Linked DNA regions of Mus musculus: region 1 is linked to region 2. Evidence: chromatin contacts called from public HiChIP or PLAC-seq data. All regions are on one chromosome and are shown on one strand. Each heading gives the region's core, a stretch centred on a gene start, on an enhancer-like site or on the middle of the called end of the contact. The rest is flanking DNA. Distances are from core to core; before and after follow the strand shown.

What was found. HiChIP or PLAC-seq counts read pairs in DNA pulled down with a chosen protein or histone mark.
Region 1: a contact with region 2 is called in an H3K27ac HiChIP or PLAC-seq map of embryonic stem cells, with 5 read pairs. The contact joins two enhancer-like sites. A contact is called at or near these places in 5 of 39 promoter capture datasets (the 3T3-L1 cell line, cranial neural crest, embryonic stem cells and 1 more), 2 of 484 Hi-C or Micro-C datasets (cortical neurons and myocytes) and 2 of 115 datasets of contacts at active chromatin or transcription factors (cardiomyocytes and embryonic stem cells).

The regions. Positions count from the first base shown.
Region 1 is chr6:101,527,549-101,535,197 of GRCm38.p6, forward strand. The region is part of intron 1 of Gm34335 (a long non-coding RNA gene); the gene reads left to right. Among named protein-coding and RNA genes, the nearest start is that of Gm34335, 12 kb to the left of the region's middle. Within about 2 kb of position 4,578, at least 82 of the 459 cell types and tissues checked have an H3K27ac peak or open chromatin away from gene starts, as enhancers often do.
Region 2 is chr6:101,328,817-101,335,625 of GRCm38.p6, forward strand. All of the region lies in intron 3 of Pdzrn3 (PDZ domain containing RING finger 3), which reads right to left. Among named protein-coding and RNA genes, the nearest start is that of Pdzrn3, 46 kb to the right of the region's middle. Within about 2 kb of position 1,340, at least 61 of the 459 cell types and tissues checked have an H3K27ac peak or open chromatin away from gene starts, as enhancers often do.

The DNA of each region.
Region 1 (7,649 bases), core at 3,328-5,827, 200 kb after region 2:
AATATATGAATGACATAAATATACATCTTGCATTTATAATATAAGTCAAAATAGAGTTAAGAGTAAGTAAAATACTTTTTATTCCCACTCAGATTCTTGAATTTACATTCCCAAGCCTTACCTCTATAGATATTTAAGTCTGAAATCCCTTCTAAGAGCCTGAGGATTCTCTGTAAATGTGTCAGTCTCAGAGAGCACACCAATAAAATGCACATTTCCCTGTACTCTCACACAACACTGCTCATATCAGATGTGTGATGTCAACAGGGTGACATATTAATCCGTATAATTGTGGCACCATATGCTTAGGTTAGAAGCAGGACTCCCCAAGATAGCACCCCCCCCCATACCAATTATTCATTCCATGTTGTCACCTTTGCTTCTGATCCACTGACTATAAACCCAAGGTCTCCATGACATCATAATCAGGTTGTGTCATTTGTCTGAAAGGTTACAACATTCAAGAAAACACTGGTTAATCCTTCTTATTTTATAATTGAGGGAACAGCCCAAGGACAAGTGATTTGCAGAGTTGCATATGACAGGATAGGGGGTCTCAACATTCTCTTTGGGTACACAACCTTCCAGGCACTTGCCTGGGTTCAAGAACCTAGAGACTCATCACATCTCGTTGTTTCCAGAGATTAGTAGCTTGAGCTGCGGTTCTTCTGTCCATAAGTGAGTGGAGGTGACTAGTCCCATCCTAAAGTCACCTAAAGGCCTATCTTAAGTAACTTTGATAGTGTACACTCAGATTCTGTGAGAGGTTTGTTAGGAATAACAGAAGTCATTCCTACTCTTCAGGCAATTCCAAAGGCTTTAGGGACTGTGTGTCAAGACACACAGAGGCCAAATGTATTTCTTACTATATTACAATATTATCTCTGATTGTTTTTTAAGAAAGAAGAGCACTATGTTAATTCTTTCTCATTCTGACAACTCAACTTCCAGGTGCCAAGGAAGTGATTGTATAGACTTGTCAAAGTTCATGGGAAAGGAAGCAGATCCCACTCCTGGCCAGACTTCTTTCTTTTCCCCAGTGTCTTAGTCCATCTTATGTTACTACAACAGAGTACCTGAGACTGATTAATTTATAAGGAACAGAACTTTCCTTCTCACAGTTCTGACACCTGGGGAGTTCAAGGTCAAGGGGTCTGTTTCTGGCAAACACCGTTTTTTAAGGCACAACTCCATGATGGAAAGGCAAAGAGAAGGCAGGAGAAAAAGGAGGAAGAAATCATTTTTTATAAGAAACCCACATGCGGAATTACTCTCAGATCAAATGACATTATTCCCACCGAACACCACACCCTTCACGCTAGGTTTCAAAGATTCTTACAATGAGAATTAAGTTTCCAATATTGACTTTGGGGGAGCACACATTAAAACCATAACACCCAGCTTGACTTAGTGTTGTGGACCCATGAAAACCAGCACAGGGAGGGAGCAATGCATGGAGCCTAGTTGGGTTTGCAGGAATGTTCTAAAGATCACCCCTTGCAGTAGTTCTGTCTGGTTTTAATTTGCCCTCAACTTATATACCAGGTAGTACATACTTACATGGATAGATGCCGGCCTGGGGAACTCTAAGATCAAGGGAAATAAACCAAGAGCAGGATAAAGGAGGGAAGAAAAAACCCCCAGTAAAATAGAAATTGAGTCATTTTGGGAAATTGAGTGAGGGAAAGGCATGGCCTTTCATGCAAGGCAGGCCCAGCATGAATGCCATTGGTCTAGGTTTTACCCCCTTGGTTTAGGGAGCCCCACGGGCCTTGGGGAAAGCCACTTTGATCCCACTGAGAGGAAGTGCTTCATTCCTTGATAAATAACACAAGCATGGCCTGGAATGATCCCCCCGAGGTGATACAGGTTGAGACTTAGTTTGAGGTTGTGATTAATGACTCTAAATTAACAAGAAGTTATAGGCCAGATTTTGTCAGCACTGAAGTTAATATCAATGATAGATTTACTTTGCTTCCAATGTTCCTAGGTAGTTAGAAATTAAATTTAGGGCTGGATAATGTTAACAAGTGGTGTTAGTAAAAGTGGATATCCACATGCAAAAAAAGCCAACACTAGTTGACCCTATTTTATCACACACAAACACACACACACCACAATATGGATTAACACATATAAGTAAGATTTGAAACTATGAAACTCCCACAAGAAAAGTGAGAAGACTTCCCATACAAGCCTTGGCAATGATTTCTTCATATTACTGAAACAGCACAGGCAATGAAAGCAAAAATAGGCAATTGGGATACATCAAACTAAAAAACATCAGCATAGCAAAGGATACAACTAAGAGTGAAAAGGAAGCCAACCCATAGAGTATCTCATACTGTGAGTCAAGGGAGCTAAGAGCATTAATCATTAGTAACTTGGCTGGATTTAGAATCATATAGGAGACACACCTCTAGGTGTGTCTATAAGGCTGTTTCCAGAGAGGTTTACCCCAAACGGAAAGGCCCACCCTCAAGGTAGATGGCACCATGTCCAGGTGCGAGGGCCCAGACTGAACCTAAGAGGAAGAAGGGAACGCCAATTGAAAATTACAGTTTCACTTGCCTTGCTGACATGAGCAAGCAGTTGCCAGTGCTCGCACTGTTACAGAGCACTCCACTGCCATGCCCTCACCACCATTATGGTGTGCATCCTCTCAGACATGAGCCAATATAACCATCCTTTTCTTAGTTCATTTCTCATCACACACTCAGTCACAAACAACTTGAAAAATAAGGAATACTATCCAAAACAGCCCAAGAACTTGTTTGATTTAATTGTGAAAGAAAAAGACAGACCTGGCCTGGTTGGTGGTGACACACACCTTTAATCCCAGCACTGGTAAAGCAGGGGCAGGAGAATCTCTGAATTCAAGGCCAGCCTGGTCTGCAGAGCTAGTTCCAGGACAGCCAGGGCTACACAGGGAAACCCTGTCTCAAAAACCAAACTAAAAAACCAAACCAAAACAATATAACAGAGCCAAACAAAGAATCAGACAGAAACTCAAACTAATTTAAAATACGCAAAGGATTTGAGCAGACCTTTCTCCAACAAGGTTACAGAAAATGCTACCAGTTCTGTGAAGAGACACTCACAACTCTCCAGGGTGATACTGTTTTAAATCTGTTAGGATGGTTTTAAAACAAACAACAGGCAAAACAAAAGATAATAAGGATTGGTAAGGATGTGGAGAAATGTGTGGTAGAGTGTAATATTAATCTCCTACCATGGAAAAGCATATAGAACAATGTTATGGTTATTTAATCTAACAACACTTCTCCTGAGGATTTTCCCAAATAATACAAAATAAGATATCAAAAGTCAAATCATTATTCTTATTGATCATCAATGTATCCTTCACAAAAGCCATGGTAATGAAGAAATCAACTGAATGCCCACCCAAAGGAGAATTGATAAATAAGATGTGTAATATGACATAATAGAATATTATTCTGTTCTTAACGAGAAGAAACATTTCCCACATGGACTAATATCAATGAAGTGTTGGATACTATGCTACATTTAAAAAGTTGGTTAGCACCCATTTGTGTGAGACATCTGGAATAGTCAAACACAAAGAAACAGAGAGCAGAATTGGTGGTTGTGGATGCTGAGGGAGAGGAGTTTTTATTCAATGGGTATAATATTCAGTTACAAATGATGACTGAGTTCTAGAGACCAAGCCAATTATTAATAGTGTATAGTATATTTAAATATTCCATAAAGAGCTGAGCTCAGGTGTCTTCACCAATTTTCTTTTCTTAATGAAGATGGGATAGACAATAGGAACTTGAAAATGATTTCATCTGTGAGACTAGTCATTTTTCCCAGCTCTGCAATATACTAGTCAGTTTGTGTTAGACCTGCAGTAACAAACACCACGGCCCTCATTAACCAGACCTTTCCTTTGTATGTCAAGTCTTTCGCTAGGTACACAAAGGCTACAGCTCATGCAATCTCAAATTGATCCTCATAGACACTGGGAAATATTATGGGATTTCCCAGTTTTACTAATGAGGAAATGGAGCTTAAAATTTGTCAGGCAACATGACCAAGGTGCCAAGCTAAGTCACAGCAGCACGTGGCAGGATGCCCAGCTACACCCTCCTTTTCTTTTAGCCATTATTAAAGAAAATTTGCCCTGTGCCCTAGAGGCCAACTCCCTTCCCCCAAGTTTCTAATCAAGATGACAAAGAAAGATGGAGTCCCAAGCAGGTGAGCATTTGGCCTGACTGGGGCTCTCCTCTATCAAATTGTATGAGGTGTTGTCACATGAATAATAATTGGCCATCTGGGAGGAAAAGGAGGCTCTGAACCCTAGGTTGTTGGAGCCTGCTATGTGCTCCTTTGGTCTCTCTTGGTAACTCTTTACCAGGAAGTAACTTGCATCTTTGGTGCATTTTTTATTTCAGAACGATTACTGCTAAAATGATCTGAGTTAGGAATGTGAGAGGATTCTGGCCCCTTGAGCATTTGTATGGAAATAAAAAGCAAAGCTGATTCTCTCTACTCCAGTTTAAATAAAACCACAAGATGAGCTCAGCCTGCACCCTCCCCCACTATCCCTACCTCCGCTCTTATGAAAGACCAGCAATTCTTGGAACACGGGATTACAACAGCGCTTCTTGCCTGACGTTCTCATCCTTACCAAAAAAAAAATCTTTATAGTCCTCACTATGTGCTGTGTTTGGCCTCTAACTCTTTTTAAAGGTCTTGAGACCCCAAACATATTCCCTCTAAGCCTGTTCTATTGAAACCTTTGGAAGTGTGTACACTTCTCAGAAATGTAATTGGGATAATTGGGATGCTCTGCCCACCAGGGTTTTGTTTTGCAAGAGTCAATTGATGTCATGTAAGTCGTTCACTTTTCTCCCTTTTCTTCCCAAGTCTTTTTAATCTTAGAACCAGGAAGTCCCATTTTGCCAGCAGACGATGAACTGTAACCACAGAAAGTTGGAGGCGGGTTCAAAGCCGGCTTGAATATGCTTTAACTTTGGCAGAAAGCATTTGCTGCCCCCTCATTTGGGAGGAACGCCTCAGTAGGGAGTGGGATAGATAAGGGTGTGACAGGGCCAGCTATGTTATTGGTGACACGGCCAGTGGGCTGTCTCCTGTTAGTCCTGTGTGGTATGTGTCAGGGAAAGCAGTCTTGTTCTGGGAGGTTCTGAGCAAGACCGAAGAAAACTAGGTTTCATTTTCCACTCAGACACTGTTGTGGAAAGAGTGAGTCGCTCTGCTCCTTGTTTCTGTGCCCAGAATAAAGGGGCCACTATTAATTCCTTCATTCTGTTTGAATAAGAAGAGCTAACACATTCAGTGCTCAAAACAGTGACATAGTGATGCTGCCTCACAGTCCCCTGTTCTTTTCCTGACAAACTCTCTTGCCACTCAGTTTTTATCTTTCCATAATACAGAGAAGCTCACAGGCATTGACCGTCTTGTGGCCTTTCGTCTTTCTCAATCATGTCGATGATGCATCTTTCCACAGACTTTACCTTTGCTTCAGGATACTGGGGAACTTCAAAACTTCCTTAATTGAAGATATATATATATATATATATATATATATATATATATACATACATATATATACATACACACACATATATATATATATATATACACACACATATATTCATCTATCTATATGTATATTATTTTCTTCAATGCTGTTGCAAAGAGTTTGTCACTCTTCTTATGTTACCTATGTTTTGTTTTGTTTTCATGTGTGTGGAATGTGCTTATAGGGTATATATATGCATTTTGGCATGTATGTAGGAGCATGTCTGTGGGTGAGCCCTAGGTTTGACACTGAGTATTGTCTTTAATCAGTCCTCCCTTTATTAATCAAGACAGGGTCTCTTAACGAGCCTTTATCTATCAATTCCGGTTAGTTTGGCTAGCCACCTTGTCCCAGGGATCTTCTGTCTTTGGCTTCCAAGTCTGGGATTAAAGACAGTTGCTGTACTGCTCGCCTTTTACATAGGTTCTGGGGATCTGAACTCAGATCCTCACACTTGTATAAGCAAGCACTTTATCCAATGAGACATCTCCCTAGCCTACCCGCTCGCTCCCCTGCATATATCAGTCTAACAGTACATTCTAAACTAATCACTGACTCCCATGAATTGGATGGTCCTTCTGATCAACCTTGTTCAATAGAACTCAGTCATGGTAGAAGTTCCTACATCTGTGTTTCTAATACGGCTACCACTAGAGACATTTGGTTGTGATTGAACACTTGAAGTGTGGCCATTGTACCCAAGGAATGGATTTTTTTAAATTTTACTTTAATGCTAATTGTCAACTCCCAAAGCTTAGAAGGCTTGTGATTCCTATACTGAGGAGCACAGCCTGAGACTGGACCCTCCTTGAGGCATTACCACCTATGATTAGCAGTGCCTAGCATGTATTTGCTGCCCCCTCATTTGAGACTCAGTTAATATTGACTTCATTCACTGCTGGATTTATGTCTGATAATAATGCTACCAGAAAGACAGTAGTAACTTCAGCCATTTCATCTTTATATAAAAAACAGGTAGAAAGCAAAATGAAATCATCTGACAGTGTAACATGGTTATGTGGTGTTGTGTTTAGGGACCAGGATGTGGGATGTTTCAGATAAATCCTCGGTCCTGTTATTTTACTGCAGGACTTCAGTATATGTGAGTGAATTCTTATGTAAGTAGTTGCGCATGCAAGTTACTGGGGGGAGGGGCAGCATTTTATAGTCAGCTAATTGTCTCCATACAATTAGACATGCAAAGGCTTGCTCATATAAAAGCCAACAGAAAGGAAATAGGAGGGCGTGGGGGAGTTGGCACACCGCTTACAGATCATTAGTATTGTGCACATATTTAAAGGCTATATTGGCTAAATGGATCTCTTTTAAAAGAGAAAGAGTGTATCATAAAAGAAAGATTACAATAGCCAACAAATTGGGCAGCTGCTCTGCTATGTGAGATTGTTAACTTTCAGATGCTGATGGCCTCAAAGTTCAGAATCACACGGCGAAGGAGATGCTGCCACCTCCTGGTATTTATCTGCAGTGAACCAGGATTTCTGATGCTGTGGCTCATTGTTCTAATTCGCATGATTTAAAGTTGCATATTAAGAGTAATTCTAAAATTACTCTACTTTGGAGAGGAGAACATTACCACGCTTCAGAATTTCCATCTTTGTACCAATAAATATAGCCATCTGGGTGTTTTCAAATTCTCATTTAGCTAGATTCATTTAGCTGATTCATGACAAGTGTTCCCTAACAAAGGGCTGTCATTCTGTGTCAATGATGGAACTGTGCATCTTTGTGGACACTGATCAGGCTTTGTACAGTTGCTGACTTATTGAATCAAACCCATTTTTGAATCTTTCTTAACACTATACCTGAAGCCACAGGGCCGGGCCAAAGAGCTATTATAATTTTATAGAGCCCGATAATTTCATTTGAATGAAAAATCTTGGTAGACTAATCAGTGCTGTTTATCAGAATTCAGAAGCTGGGTTGACATCTTGAGTAATCAGAAATAGCCAAAGAGATGAGAGATTTTGAGCTTTCATAAGTAGGGCTCTCTATATAGAAGGTTGTAGATTTATATAGTGCTTTAAGATGAGAATCACATGGGGGTTTTGGGTATCTCCAC
Region 2 (6,809 bases), core at 90-2,589:
GGGCAAATGAATAAGATAAAAAAGACCAAATGAACTAACAAAACCGGCCAGCTCACAGAGCTCACGGTCAGGACGGGAGTTGGTGAATGTTAGGATAGAAATCTGTCAAGACAATCATCAAATATGCCACACAATCATCACAGGGGCACCCCTACCGCCACCCTACCCCCCACCGCCCACCGCGGGTCACAATGTATGGGCTTGAAAGACAATTATTTCTAACTTTACATTAGATAACTGGGTAGTTGCTCAGGTCCTGGGCTCCATTGGAAAGGAACGGATCTTCAGTAAGAAGGTATCTGTGGTAGCAATGATAAGAGCTAGCTTTCTGATCTCTTCAAAATGATGTTAAAAAGTGATGCATTCTAGGACGACGACAACAACAACAACAACAACAACACAGGGGTGGGGGTGTATGGCTGAACGAGAGAAAGTTTGAGAGCAAGTTTACATAACCTTTAGTCCAACTGCAAAAGTACCATACTGGTGCCCATATACTACATGCCTCTGGAAGGCCTCTGATTTTTCCTGTTTTTAAGTGGTCTTTGAACCCCCTTCTCCTCAATTGCCAGGGGTGGGAAAGGTGATTCATCACCCGCCGCCAGCCCTCTATGCTGCATTCCCACCATAAATCTTGCCTTTGTAAGAAGCTCTTATCTTCATAAACAGATAGCATCGGCCCTTACTGCTTTTTATGTCAATGTCCTTTTATTTAAGAATGACCCTGTTTTTGTTATAAATCCCTGAACATATTAGCAGAGGATACTTTCGGAGCAAACGTCTCTAGCGAGGGGGCAGCCCCTAGAGTCACATTCTCACTTCTAAGTGAGAGCGAAATCCTTAAGTCAACACATTCTACAGAGGCTGTGCTAAAGTACATTTTTCAAAGGCCCATGCCATTTGGTTGAAGTCAGCTCTGGAGGGTCACATACCTTTTCAATCAAAGGAGCAGTTACCCGTGTGAGGGGCCTGCAGGCAGAGGGAAAGCCTCCCGACATCTCCCTTAGCCTTCATCTGCCCCTTGCAGCCTGCACACCCTGCTCCAGGAGTGAACCCTTCCCTTTGGTGGCTTCTCAGACCAAAGAGAAAAGTGTCTTGGGAGTTTAGCACCCCACTGCCCTGACTCCCACTCTGAGAAGACAGGAGGGTGTATTCCCCCACCCCCTTCCTCCATTGATGGTCCCAAGTTGGGACAGGGCAGGGTGAAGACTAGAAGACTGGGGTTATATTTAGCAAACATGCCCCCAGGTAAATTTGTACTTCACCGAAACAAAGGACAGCATGATTGATGGCTTCCAGAAAGTGAATGAGAGTTGAGGCTATATGAGTGAGTCACAGGAAGGTTCTTAGGAATCACTTAGCATCTGCCTTCTGCATCACATAAGCAAGCCTGAAAGAAAAGCTAGTGTTTGGGTATTCAAAGTCATTCTCTTCTCAAACTCAATAGTTTAAAAAAAAAATCAGAGCTATCTGTCCAGAGTTCTTCCTTCCCATGCCATAAACTAATGAGCTTATTGTCTCTAGGAAGCTCTGATAAAGTTCCCATGGTTAAACGGCTAGCTGGAGACTCAGCCATGTGGGAACCCAGCTCCATGCTTGATTCAAGTCCACCCCAGAAGGTTCACAGAAGGGAAAGGAGAAGCTTTGGTTCAATTCATTGCGACATAAAGACCCATCAGTGGTTTCTGATAGCACATCACTCCTCTCTAGGCCTCAGAAGCTCACATGGGGACCAGCAAAGGAAGCTATCTCTGCTCTCTGTATGAACCACCCCCATAAATCACAGCATACATTCCTGCTGTCAAAGTGTGTGTAACTCAGCCACAGTCGGATGTGTCTTGTTTCCCAGCATATACGAGTCACCGCCAGGAACGGGACAGTGGTGACCAGAAGAACTGTCAACAAATGACAACACATTGGATACTGTACTGGCTGGTTTTGTGTGTCAACTTGACACAGGCTGGGGTTATCACAGAGAAAGGAGCTTCAGTTGGGGAAGTGCCTCCATGAGATCCAGCTGTGGGGCATTTTCTCAATTAGTGATCAAGGGGGGAAAGGCCCCTTGTGGGTGGTGCCATCTCTGGGCTGGCAGTCTTAGGTTCTATAAGAGAGCAGGTTGAGCAAGCCAGGGGAAGCAAGCCAGTAAAGAACATCCCTCCATGGCCTCTGCATCAGCTCCTGCTCCCTGACCTGCTTGAGTTCCAGTCCTGACTTCCTTTGGTGATGAACAGCAGTATGGAAGTGTAAGCCGAATAAACCCTTTCCTCCCCAACTTGCTTCTTGGTCATGATGTTTGTGCAGGAATAGAAACCCTGACTAAGATACCAACAGAAATGATCACAGCAGGGACGGCAGATAGCTTGGTTGGTAAAGGGCTGGCAAACATGTACTGTATGCCCAGAAACTTCTAGAACTGGGTGTGGTGGAACATGCCTGTGACCTGGATACTCCAGAAAGGTAAGAGCAGCAAGGTCAACCTGGGCTCCGGAAGAACCTGTCCCCAAAGTTAAAAATAAAACCAAACAAAAGCAAAACAAGGAAAGAAGGAAGGAAGGTTAGAAGGAAGGCCGGCAATCACCCCACACAAGGCTGGGAAGTGCTTTCATTAGAAGAGTTATCTCTCCTCCTTTCAAGAAAACAGAGTGCCGTCCCCATACTCAGGAAGTCTACCCACCCACATGAGCTAGACTTTAATGTTTTCATGGGACGCCTGGGAGGACTGAGATTTCAGAAAAGATGATTCCTACTTCAGGCTGGAGACCTGCAAGGAACTACAAGTCGCCAGCAACAGAGGGCTTCCAGCTCAACTGTGTGTACACAGTGTGGGGCTGGGGTGCAGTGGGAGTGGGCTTATCGATGAACTCTGAGCAAGGCATGTAGTTACTGATAGATGACTGGAGACCAGTGATGGCTTATAGAAATATTGATCCACCTTAGCCGCCCCAAAGAGCTCCTTGAGGTCCTTCAGTTTCCCTTTCTGTCAGGACAGGATCCCCAGACCAAAATAGCAGGCTAGGCAAGGGCTCTGGAGCCTCCAATTGTCAGGAAAGAAGAGGGCATCCTAAGTACTCCGAGAGCAATTGCATTTATCAGAGGGCGTAGCCAGTGACAGCGTGGAATGCATGCAAGCCAGAAGGAGCCTGAAAGCAAAACTGCCCTCTAAATCAGAGCCCAGCCACTGAGCTGGTGCTATGCATCAGAAGAACCTCCTAGTAGTATCTAGGGAAAAAGAACCTGCAGGCCAGTTTGACTAGCGCTACTTTTTAAATATCAAGTTTTATTACAACACAGCTGTGCTCATCTGCTTCAATACTGTTGGAGCATATTGGTGTTCCCCCAACAGCACAGTCAGGTTACTACACCAGCGCCACTGTCCTCCAAGCTAGCAACACCAACCACCTTTTTAGAAGAGCCTTTCCAATTCCTGCTCTGTGGAGATGCATCAGATGTATAAACTGGGCTCGCCTCCACACACAGGGGTTTACCACATTAAGCTCTGATTAGGAAATGACATGGTAACATTGATTTAAAAAGTCACAGCTAATAGAGGGAACTGCATCTACCCTACTCAAGATGAGTGGATGGCACCGATGGCACTTGCCCTCCCACAAATGCAAATGCATGGCTGCCAGAGGGGCATAATGCAAATGCTCTGGACACAAGTGGAGGCAAGAAGGCCCTGAAATGCAAAGGGGAAACCGGGAAACGGCCTTTATTCTGACATCCCAGAGAACTGCCAGTTGTCAGGATTAGCAAACACACTGAGTCCTGCTTGATATTTGACACTCAGGCAGTAAACAGAAAAAAAAAAAAAAAAAAAAGCAAAATGTCAGCTATTAATTACCTTCTGGGGTGAAAGGCTGTCCTGTTCTAAGTACACTCTAACCCCCTCTCTGGGAACCTCTTGAAGAGCTAATCTCTTCCCCACCAGATTAACCACTCTGGGATATATTCCTGGCTATAGCCGAATAAAGTTAGAAAGTACCCAAGGAGCTAGAGGGATCTGCAACCCTATCGGTGGAACAACATTATGAACTAACCAGTACCCCGGAGCTCTTGACTCTAGCTGCATATGTATCAAAAGATGGCCTAGTCGGCCATCAATGGAAAGAGAGGCCCATTGGACACGCAAACTTTATATGCCCCAGTACAGTACAGGGGAACGCCAGGGCCAAAAAGGGGGAGTGGGTGGGTAGGGGAGTGGGTGGGAGGGTATGGGGTACTTTTGGAATAGCATTGGAAATGTAAATGAGGAAAATACCTAATAAAAAATATTTAAGAAAAAGAAAAAGAAAAAGAAAAAGAAAAAGAAAAAGAAAAGCAGCTTGGGTATTTGGCTGCACTAACCAACTAACCAGGTAGAAGAAAGTGATGCAGGCAAGAGATCCTTCTTAGACATCCAAACATAGCTTAAAACACTGAAATGAAGGAGTGCAGCCAAACAAACACAGGTTTTACTGCACCACGGCCCAACAGCAAGCACAAGCAGCATTATTTATACTGAAAAGCAAGAACAGGGCTTTGTAATTAAAGAGCTGATTCTGGAAATTGCCCAGAGGACTCTGGAGCAAACACAGTGTGCTTAGAGTTCAACTATCACACAGGGGTCTAGAATCTGAAAACACTACCATCATTGCACATGTCCAAGTCTTGTCTTACTCCCGCCTCTATGACCCGGGGGTGGGGTGGGGATGGGGGGATGAGCACTGAGATTCGGAAAGAGATGCACTCTCTGAAAGAAAGACTGCTTTTATATGCTCAACTTAAAATCTGTTTCACCAGCTTCCAACCCAGCAACAAGCTTTTCCCAGCTTCTCTGTCTACCTAAAGCTTGAATCCACCACAGGGGTCTTTAATCTTCTAAAGTGCCACACCAAGAAACATGAAGCCCACATCAGCCAGGACGAGACTGAAAGGCAAATATCACCCAGGTGATGTCACTGCCTGTTTTCCTGAGGCCATCCTTCTCGCCCAGAATCATACGCTGTTCCTGTGGAATCACGCATCCCCCCATTCCCCTCTTGCCTGTGAAGAAGGGAATGGAGTCTTGCGCATATTGCCCTCCTCTGTGTTTGCCTGTTTTCTATGGTGCCCATATTAAGCATGTTAGCAAAACTGTCAAGAGCTTTTATTCTGGTGATCTGTCTCCTGACAGTCTGAGGTAATCACTGCCGTTACTAAATCTTCAGAGGGGATGGCTGAACCTTCCCTCTTCAAGACTTCTTTATAAATATTTAGTCAGCTCCATGAAGTGCTACATGGGAAACAGTGCTCCTAGAATCCAAGCCTCTTCTTTCTTTGTCAGGAACTGAGTTTCAAGTAATACTTAAACCAACAGCCAAAGAATAGAAAGTTTCAAAAGGCACTGGAAAATGCTTGTAGCAAGGACAGGAAGTTATCATATTTGTGCCAAAGATAAAAGTGAGAGGGAAATGACCTAGTGTTAGGTAAAAGCGGTTGTCATGGAAACTTGACAACCAAAGTTTTGATCCCCAGGACCCACATAAAAAGCTGGATGTGGTGGCTCACATCTGTAATCCCAGTGTCCAAGCTATGGCATGGAAGGCAGGAAGAAGAAACATGCCAGCTAGTCTAAGGCACACAGTGAAGCAGCAGAAAGGAGAGACTGCTTCACCAAGGAGCTAGGTGATAACAGATTCCTGAAAGTTGTCCTCTGAACTCTATACTGTGCCATGGGATGTGCATGCCTGTACACACACAAACACACACACACACACACACACACACACACACACAGAGAGAGAGAGAGAGAGAGAGAGAGAGAGAGAGAGAGAGAGAGAGAGACTGATTTATGGGAAATGGGCCAAAGACCTTAATATAAACAGGGACACACTTCAAAGACATATGCTAGGACTTCTTGGAAAGGACTCCAATAGCTCAGGAAACACTTGTGAGAAAGGACAAATGGGACAGCATATAACCGAAAGGCTGCAAACAACCAGCAAAAGAGTCAAAGAATCTTTTCCTACGCATCTGGCAGAAGATTAATATCTAGAATATATAAGAAACTCAAAACTTCACACACATGTATGTGGATGCATGAGCACACGTGCACACACACACACGTGCACACACACACACAGAGTGCTCTAATCAAAATATGCAAGGTACTCAAATTAGACATTTATTTTAAAAAGTGGTACAAGTGGCCAGTAAACATATGAAAACATGCCCAGCATGCTAAGCCATCAGGGAAATCCAAATCAGAGCTGCATTAATATTCCATCTTACCCCAGCTTATCAATAGAGTAGTCCTCACTGACACAGGAGAAAAACATCTTCCTTCATCATTTGTCTGCAGCAGGCTTAATGCTGCATTTCCTCAGGAATGCCTTAACGTTTTCCTCAATGTGCCCACAGATCCAAGCTATCAGTACAGTACCATACCCATTCTACATGCACAGGCTCACTGCCTGCTCAGTAGCTAAGTCCTGTTAGATACAGAGGATATATTTGTGTGGATACATTTACATATGATTTGCATCAAACTTCTTCAGACACGAACAGAAAAACAATAAACTCAAAGTGAAGAGGCAATGATTCCTTATAGCCCCCCCCCAATAAAAGGGAGGCCCCTAAAGTGTCCCTAAGTCATCACCTATCCTTTTCTACCTTATACCACAGCTTACACCCTTTTCTTTAGATTCCTTGAGGGGTAGCGTAGGGGTGGAGGGCTGAGACCTGAAAAGACAGGTTAGGGTCCAGTAAATCTTGGCTGAGGGAGAATGCCAGTTTTCTGAGGTTAGTCTAGGACCTTCAAAGACCTGAAGAATTCCACGCAGAAGCTT